3 separate regions of the Zea mays genome follow, and all the other regions are linked to region 1. A link is a contact called in public Hi-C data. All regions are on one chromosome and are shown on one strand. The core of a region is the stretch at or near the end of the contact, and the rest is flanking DNA. Distances in the headings are between cores, read along the strand shown.

Evidence for each region. A called contact is a pair of places that touch in the nucleus more often than the background predicts.
Region 2: a Hi-C map of leaf shows a contact between it and region 1, with 4 times the contacts expected there. The contact joins the promoter of LOC100383623 here to the promoter of LOC100383473 in region 1. A contact is called at or near these places in 2 of 25 Hi-C or Micro-C datasets (ear and leaf).
Region 3: a contact with region 1 is called in a Hi-C map of tassel, with 3 times the contacts expected there. The contact joins the promoter of LOC100502385 here to the promoter of LOC100383473 in region 1. A contact is called at or near these places in 2 of 25 Hi-C or Micro-C datasets (ear and tassel).

What each region holds. Positions count from the first base shown.
Region 1 is chr10:97,545,951-97,548,656 of Zm-B73-REFERENCE-NAM-5.0, forward strand. It overlaps LOC100383473 (putative protein of unknown function (DUF594) domain family protein), which reads left to right and starts at 1,364. Exons shown (of 4, transcript NM_001176121.1): 1 at 1,364-1,593; 2 at 2,105-2,260; 3 at 2,534-2,706. The coding sequence starts at 2,536.
Region 2 is chr10:97,366,278-97,368,983 of Zm-B73-REFERENCE-NAM-5.0, forward strand. LOC100383623 reads right to left here and starts at 1,352. Exons shown (of 4, transcript NM_001366825.1): 1 at 354-1,352. The coding sequence starts at 1,099.
Region 3 is chr10:97,674,654-97,677,359 of Zm-B73-REFERENCE-NAM-5.0, forward strand. LOC100502385 (Phosphoglycerate mutase-like protein) reads right to left here and starts at 1,398. Exons shown (of 10, transcript NM_001196863.1): 1 at 1,291-1,398; 2 at 1,140-1,213; 3 at 874-981; 4 at 641-720; 5 at 192-345; 6 at 16-90. The coding sequence starts at 1,208.

The DNA of each region.
Region 1 (2,706 bases), core at 114-2,613:
CTGGTGCCACCTCCACTTCCACCATTGATTGGCACGAGACTATGCGCACCACCATTCTATTGATACGTGTCGCTGCAGCAAAGTCAAAGACATCAACTGCTAATATTTCTCATCTTTAAAGAGTAGTAAAAAATCTTCCAAAACCAAGACGTGATAGCGGTGCCATACGCGGAAGGGCTTCTGCCAGAACTCCGTCAAACACGATGTCACCTGCGATGGCAACCTTATCAACGCCAGGTTCTTCAATAGAACATGCTGCTCAGCAATCTGACTGGTGGATACAAACTAGACACGCGACTTAGAGATACAAACTAACATAGAGATACAAACTAGACGCGCGACATAGGGCCACGACCCCCCATACGCTCTCCACCGCCAGCCTCCTCGGCTACACCACCGGCACCGCCAAGGGTGGCGCGCCGTGTGCACGCGTTGCCGCTTACAAGTGGAGTGCGTCGTCGCCGACGTCCTCGCTAGTTTCGAGTTCGTCATCTATATCGACGTCGTCTACCTAATTTCTTCTCTACTACTATAATAGCTATAATATGAGAGTTTATATAAAAAATAAGATGAAATTATGTATAAGTGAGTGTTTAAACCTTGATTGTTGGTTTCACATTCACACCCACATTGTTGGTTTCACATTCACACCCACCTAATCAATAAAAAACAAATATTTATGCTTTATTAAAATAGAATTTATCCTATGTCATATATATACCATAGCAATGCACGGGTATATGACTAGTCCACCATTATTCTACAGTTTGATTAATTTGGGAGAGCTCGCGAGCCGAAACGAGCCGGCTCGACTCGGTTCACTAGACCAACGAGCTTGAAAATCTAGCTCGGCTTACAAGTCAAACCATCGTGAGCTTCATATACTTTAGCTTTTTTTTACTTTACGAGTCTCGAGAGCCCTAGCCGCCGCAGCCTAAACAGCTAGTTTAAGTCGAGGCGAATATCTATTATCGAAGTGATTTTGTAGGCTTCGCTCTTTGCACATCTCACGAAGTGATGCTTCTATCCTCAACAAAGTATTTTCTGTAGATAATAAAGAAATCCTTAATTAACTTTGAAGCATCGAGAACTGCATTTATCTGAAGTCGAAAAGAGGACGAAGAGTTAAAGTTGACATCCTTGCCCAGGAAGGAGGTTCTAGTTTGATGATAAAATGCTAGGCAGAGGGAGAACCACGTGGCGAATAATAGTACAGTAAGTACAAAAAAAAAGACTTTCATGTTTTTGCAAACCATTGAAAATCGAGGAAATATATAATAACAACAACAATAACAATAATTGGTTGAAAAAAAAGAAGGGCGTTTCCGTTGTGCGCGTGCAGCTGCCACCTCCACCTTTTCTCGTTCTGTCGCCGCCTCCACTTCCACCATCCCAGGCCCTCTATCGTCCCTCAGTCCGCTGCCGGTGCCGGTGCCGCATCGGGTAGTTCAGCGGCGGCGGCGCTGCTGATCAGGTGGTGCCCAGGCCGTCCACGGACCGAGCCCTCTCGTCCTCGTCCGACGCGAGGGCAATCACCCACCCGGGACGCCTTCCGAAGCGGCATCCCTCCTCTGGCCAACGTCCCAGCAACGAGTGAGCATCCACCCGACTTAGATTAGCAGATTCGTTTCCTCTGGTTCCTTCATGGACGCATGCTGAAATGGATTGCTAATTAATGCTATTGTGGGTTGTTCATTACTGATTGATGAGTACTATACATTACCTGACATGCCGTCACACCACAAACTTCCTTGCTTTACTCAATTACTCAGTGTACAATTGGCGCATCAAAATTAAAAATGGACTTGCTGCTGTGATTTATTCATGCTTGGATCGATTCAGGTGGCACAAGTACTAACTTTTTTTAGCAGTTCAATGGGCACATCCATTCCATGCAACCGGCAACCCTTTTCATTTTCCTTCGTCATCATGTGCTAATCCATAACAAAGCATTGCAGATCATGCTTTATTTCTCTGGAGTAATTAGCTTTTTTTAGGAATGGTAATTAACCGTTTTAAAGAGAAATACTTCTTCGTTTATACCCTGCTTTGCATATGTCTCCATGAGCACAAGTATAACAATGGCGCCATATCAACTGTACAGAGCTCACTGATGCGATATGGAACAACTGCTTCCTAGACAAGCTCGCCTTCAGGTATCGAAGTCGAACCAAAGGAGGTTGAAGCCATGGCCCTCATCGTAGCTGCAGCTGGAGGAAACCTTCTTGTCAGAAAGTTGGTCAATTTAACTCCCTCGCAAGTAATCACCTATGTTCTTTGCCCCTTTACTCTCTTTTTTTGTTGCCATTCCTGCCCTTCTGTATATTATTGCCAGTTAGATTATGATCCCTGGAGCTAATCCTCTCAGCTCATTTGCATGCAATAAGCTATCGGCATCCATTATTAATGTCTTATGATCATATAGTCCATCCTGTTGCCCATTCGGTCCTTTGCATACATTCCATGCACACGACACAGACACACATATCTAGTTGCTAATATTGCTGTTTCCTTGCCATGTTACTGTATGTAGACATGATGAGGAGCGAAGTAATTGAGGCTGGAAAGCTAGTGAACCTGTGGAATGAATGGGGGCTACAGATCCTGGTCATTGCAAGCTTCGGGTTACAAGTATTCCTCCTCGTTTTCGGAGGAGTCCGCCGTCATAGCAACTCCACTGCCCTGACGTTCTTCCTCTGGTCGGCA
Region 2 (2,706 bases), core at 102-2,601, 180 kb before region 1:
CAAGCAGCAGTCAGTATTCATTGTGTTGTGCCTCAGATAGAAAAAACAAAGAAAAGGTACCGGTTTTTTCAGTCGATTCAGACAGCATATAACAGGAAAAGGTGACCCTAAATTAGACAGCAGACTCCCTTTGCAATCGGAAAGAATTCCAGAGGCTGAATGCAATCGTGTTGGATAAGGGCAACCGCAAAACATTAAGGTACCCATAAATATTGGCACTAGTAGGAATGTATTCATCATCAAATTAAGATGGGACCTTCAATTCAACAGGTGATGGGGTGACTGGCCGACTGTGGAGGGGGAAGATTGGAGAAGAAGAAGATGAGCAAGGAAGGAAGGAATGGAAGCAGTACCTGACTTGGCGCAGACGTTTGAAGAGGTCGAGGGAGTAGACGCCCTCCTCGTCGGCGAAATAGACAATGGCGTCGATGCGGTGGTTCTCGAGGAGCTCGAGCGCGGCGTTCATCTGGTGCGGGCGGAAGCGGAGCGCGTCGTCGGAGGCGGAGGCGGATGCGTTGAGCTTGTCGCAGCAGCCGACGTAGCGGTGCATGACGGTGGTCCCCCGCAGCGCGGCGGCGGCCTCGGGCGTGGGGTCGCCGGCCTCGACGACGAGCCAGAGCAGGGGCGGGTGGACGAGGCGCAGCGTGTGGCCCAGCCGGCTGAGGTAGTACGCCTGCGCGGCGCGCGCGCGCGTGGGCGTGACGACGACGAGCAGCTTGCTGTTGCTTTCGTCGTCGTCGTCGTCGTGGTGGTGGTGGTGGTGGTTGTTAAGGCGGTCGATGGGGAGCTGGTGGCGTGGGATGACGGCGGGGCTGGAGGACGCCGGGCGGAGGTGCGGGGTCTGGTGGGGGAGGTGGGAGAGGAAGTGGAGGAGGCCGAGGAAGGAGCCGAGGAGGAAGAAGGCGGCGAAGCGCGGGAGCGGGCGGCGCGTGAAGAAGAGGAAGGGGTGCGGGTGGTGGAGGTGGTGGTGGGTGCGTGGGGAGGAGGATGTCGAGGAGTGGCGGAGCGGCGAGGAGGGCGGGGAGGACGTGGCGAAGGGGTGGTGGTGGCGCAGCAGGTGCTGCTTGGCGGGCGAGTGCGGCCGGCGGATCGACGCCATTATTGTTGTTGGCTGATGAGGGTCCGGCGGCGGAGGGTGGTGGTGGGAGGGGGAGGAGGGATCAGCAACAAGTAGTAGAAGTAGAGATGGAGTAATCCTGGCGCGAATGGCGGGGGAATGGATGTTGAAGTCAGCAGGAGTTGGGCTGCGGTCGGAGTCGGACGAACGGAGGTGGAGCAGAGAGAGAGAGAGGAGGAGGTTCGGTCGGGGTTGGTGACGTGGGTTTAGATGCGAGGAAGTGGGAACAGGTCTGCTTCCTTTGCTCGGCCAGAGGAGGTCGCCGTGGACCAAGAGCAAGCAAGCAAGGAAGAGGAGAAGAAGCTGCAGAGCAGAGGACGCGTGACGTCACACAGCTCATAGATCCTCCAGCGCCAGCGAGTAGTTATTATTACAGCTAGCAAATAATTAAGGTCATTGCACGCGTTGGTTTGACCATTGTTCAACTAGTTAATTAATAAGGTCATTATATTCCTTTATTTGATTTGGTATATCAACGAGAAACCAACGACGCCAGCACAGTACAATGCATACATGGTGACAGATTTGGAAGACAAAAAATCTAAACAGGTCAGAATCTTGGAGCCTGCTGTGTGGTGGTAGCAACTAGCAAAGGCGAGAACCGAAACCTAGAAGGAATTTAATTGGAGAGACTGATCCGACCAGCTGGTTGCAAGTGTGACTGTGTGAGAGCATCTCCAACAACAAACTCTAAAATAGAGTCCTAAAATTTGAAATAGGACCATATTTAGAATGTTTAGGGTCTCAAAAGAAATGTTTACTCCAATAGTCAGGCCTTAAATAATGCTATTTAGGAAATAAATCATGATATTAGGAAATAAATGGTTGGAGATTAAGTGGAAATGAGGATAGGGCTCCAGTATATGGGTACTATATTTAGGACCCGAGAGACCGAGCCCTATAACCATTTGATGAAATTTTATAAAATAGGGCCGCTGTTGGAAGAATGTTTTATGGTTTTGAGCCCTATATTTAAAATAGGACCATGTTTAGAGCCTCTCTTGGAGATGCTCTGACAGCTCTTCCTAGCGTGTTTAGGTGGCGTGGGGCAACGACACGATACGTCCGCGTCGTCGGGCTGCACCGACGAAACAACACGGCTTCCTTGCTTGTAAAAATCCGGTGGTCTTTTTTATTAGTATGAATGGAGATCAAGAAAAATGTGTGTTATATACACAAATCCTCTCAGCAGCAGGTGGGGAACCGAATGATATATATAGACAGATAGTTTGCTGCACTCTAAAGTCCAAAGTCGGATGCAAAGCCGCAAAGTTGAGGCTGAACTGATGAGACGGACTTGGGTTCGGTGCCGCCCTACCTAGACAAAACAGATGCATATGCTTATGATTGAGGGGTTCTAATTTGAATTTATGACATATTTGAATTTGAATCCAAAAGAGAAAATAAAAAGAAAAAGGAAAACAGAATTCGAAAGAAAAAGAAAAAGCAAAAGGCCGCTCACGCCACGCTCGCCCACCCCTCTCTCTGCGCGGTGGGTCCCACCTGATGGGGTCGTCTCACTCGCTCGCGCGCCCGTCCCCCCCCCCCATCTGTCTCTGCCAGCCTAGCCCCGCTTGTCGGTGCCATCG
Region 3 (2,706 bases), core at 148-2,647, 130 kb after region 1:
GAGAGAGATGCTTACCAGCGAAAAATCAATGGCAGGGAAGAGAGCACGGTACTCTGTGATGCTCCTCCTCTTGTCACAAGGATGGACACCCTGCATTGAAGCGCGCGGTAATGGTGATCAAACCAAAAAAAAGACCTTACAAGTGTGTTCTTCAGCAAAAAATGGAAAAAAAAGGAAGTACTCGTACGTACCAAGCGCTCCCTGCAGGCCTCAACAGCAAGAAATGGTGGGCAGTTCAAACTTGAAACTGCCGGACGTCCAGCATTCTCCACCATCAGTGGAGGCACACTCACACCATTACTGCAGCTTTCGCCACCAAAAACTCCCACTGCAGTCTGCATGGTCCTTTAGAACATAGCGAAATATAGGGAGGGCCTTTTAGTTCATACGACAGCTGCAATAATGCACTCTCAATCAAAGAAGAGGGTGGTGGGTCCATCTCTGTTGTCTTGGATGCTCTAGTTCTGACAATAACGTACTCAAAGCATATCCTAGTAGCTGATATTTTGTCCCTTTTCTTCTAAGAAGGAATAAATTAAAATTAAAAAAAAACACACACACACACAACTGCAGCAGTGAAGAACACCACCGCATCTGTGAAGCATTGCAAGGACGCAGAAAAGGTCATGCAAGACTGTACCTCGACAAAGGAGAACAAATAACCAGCTCAATCTTTTCTGCAAGCCCAGATTCCTTCACATGCTCTCGCAGGAGGTCAACCTGTATTTTTCATTATTTTAATAAGTAGATCTCTCTCCAACGAAACATGGAAGCAGAGAAAAGAATCATATAGAGCCATCGAAGCTGATATTTTAATTTGGTCAAAACTAATTATATGCAGGACCAAGGAAATGAAAGGGTAGCTAGCTTTACCTGGTTCCAGCCCAAGGGAGTGATGCTCGCGTCGAAGAAGTCGGGTTTCATGTAGGCGCTGTGATCCGTGTCGCCTTCCACGTTGTGGACACCTTGGGCATGCCTCACCTGCGTAATGTGATGGTGATGTTCATGTACATGCGAAAATAAGCAGCAAGTGGGTAGCAGTATATATGCTAAAAAATTGTTGTGTGTGTGTGAGAGAGAGAGGATGCATATGCATGCGAAGAGGAGCAAATCAGGCAGGCAGGGTAAGATGTAGGAACCAGGTGTATGGTTTTGCATCGGTGCAGAGGGTAGATGGCAGTGGCAGCAGCGGCGGCGCCGGCCTCCATTATCTCTGAGAAGAAATCAAAACATCAGGTGTAAGTGGGTAGCAGTATAGGATTGGAGAAGAGGATTGAGTCACCGACGCACGGTATTAGCAGCGGCGGCGGCGGGGAGATCGATGAGGGAGGCGTGATGGCTGACGCTGCCTCAGAGATTGATGGGGCTGACCGGTGGTAGGTGGCCGGCCGGGGATCGGATCGGAATGGGCGGCCGGAAGGTGTGAGGCGAAGGTGATGATAAATGATAACCAGCCGCCGCAACTCCACTTGGGAATCTGCATGGATGCATTGATGCCTGTACAAAAAAAAAAGTCTTTTTTTTCTTGGCTGCCGACCGTGCCACACCGGTACGGCCCGATGCTTCAGGTTAACTTTTTTTAGTTAACACGACACTGAATAATTTTGGGTTAAACCATATCGTGTCCAAATATTAAAAGCTAGATTCAACTCGGCTTTAAAGCATGACAGGTAATGCTCATGCCGTGTCGCTACAAGCAAGACACGAGTAAAAAACTTATATGTATCTAAAAATACATCTTTAAATATTTCTAATTTTGTTATACATTAAAAAATCATACGAGAAAAAGAACCTTTAAAAATAAATTGATATAACTAGACACGTGACTCAAAACTATTACGATAAATATAAGTATCAATGTTTTATATAACTTTTATGATGAGATCAACATTGTTGGAGCAGTAAATAACCATTTAAACATTAGTTTTCACTTCGTGTCGTGCTGATCTAAGCACGGCTCATCTAATCGTGTCGTGCTATGTCCCTCGTCGTGTCTAAGTTTGAGGCACAATACGACATGGTTATTCAGGTCGCGCCGGTTCAATCCGTTTTCGTGTCGGATCCTGCTTCGGGCTTTTATTTTCAGGTCGTGTCTATGCAACTTTAAGTGGTCTGGCCCAAACTTTGAGATCTATTCTAAAACTACATGTCTAAGGTTTTTAATGGGAAATAGGAATCCTAGGTTTTTACTGTATGAAATATGAATCCTTGACATTCTATTTTTTAGAGGGTGTTTGATTTCCGTTTTATGTGTGTCACATCGAATATTTAGATATCAATTATGAATATTTAATATAGACATAATAAACTTTTCTCACAAATTAGTATTCATCTATGTAATTAATTTTTATAATTAGACTATATACTTAATACTCATAATTGTCGTTTAAATATTCAATGTGACAAAGACTAAAGTTTAATTTGGTAGAACCAAGCACCCTTTTATAACATAGCAACTTTAGATTTATCAGAATTATTAGGGCATTTATAACCGACATAAATTATTCATATTTTAAGGAGTATTTAAAGACATACGTGCAAAAAGACACAAGAAACATATTTTGATGGAGGAACGTCTCTGGCATCATTCTCTAGTCTAAGATACACTTCCACCCATAGATATGTCTTGAGGGTTTAGTGAATAAAATACAATATTTGAATATACTGGATTATATGAACGAGTTTCTCAGGTATATCTAGTGCTTA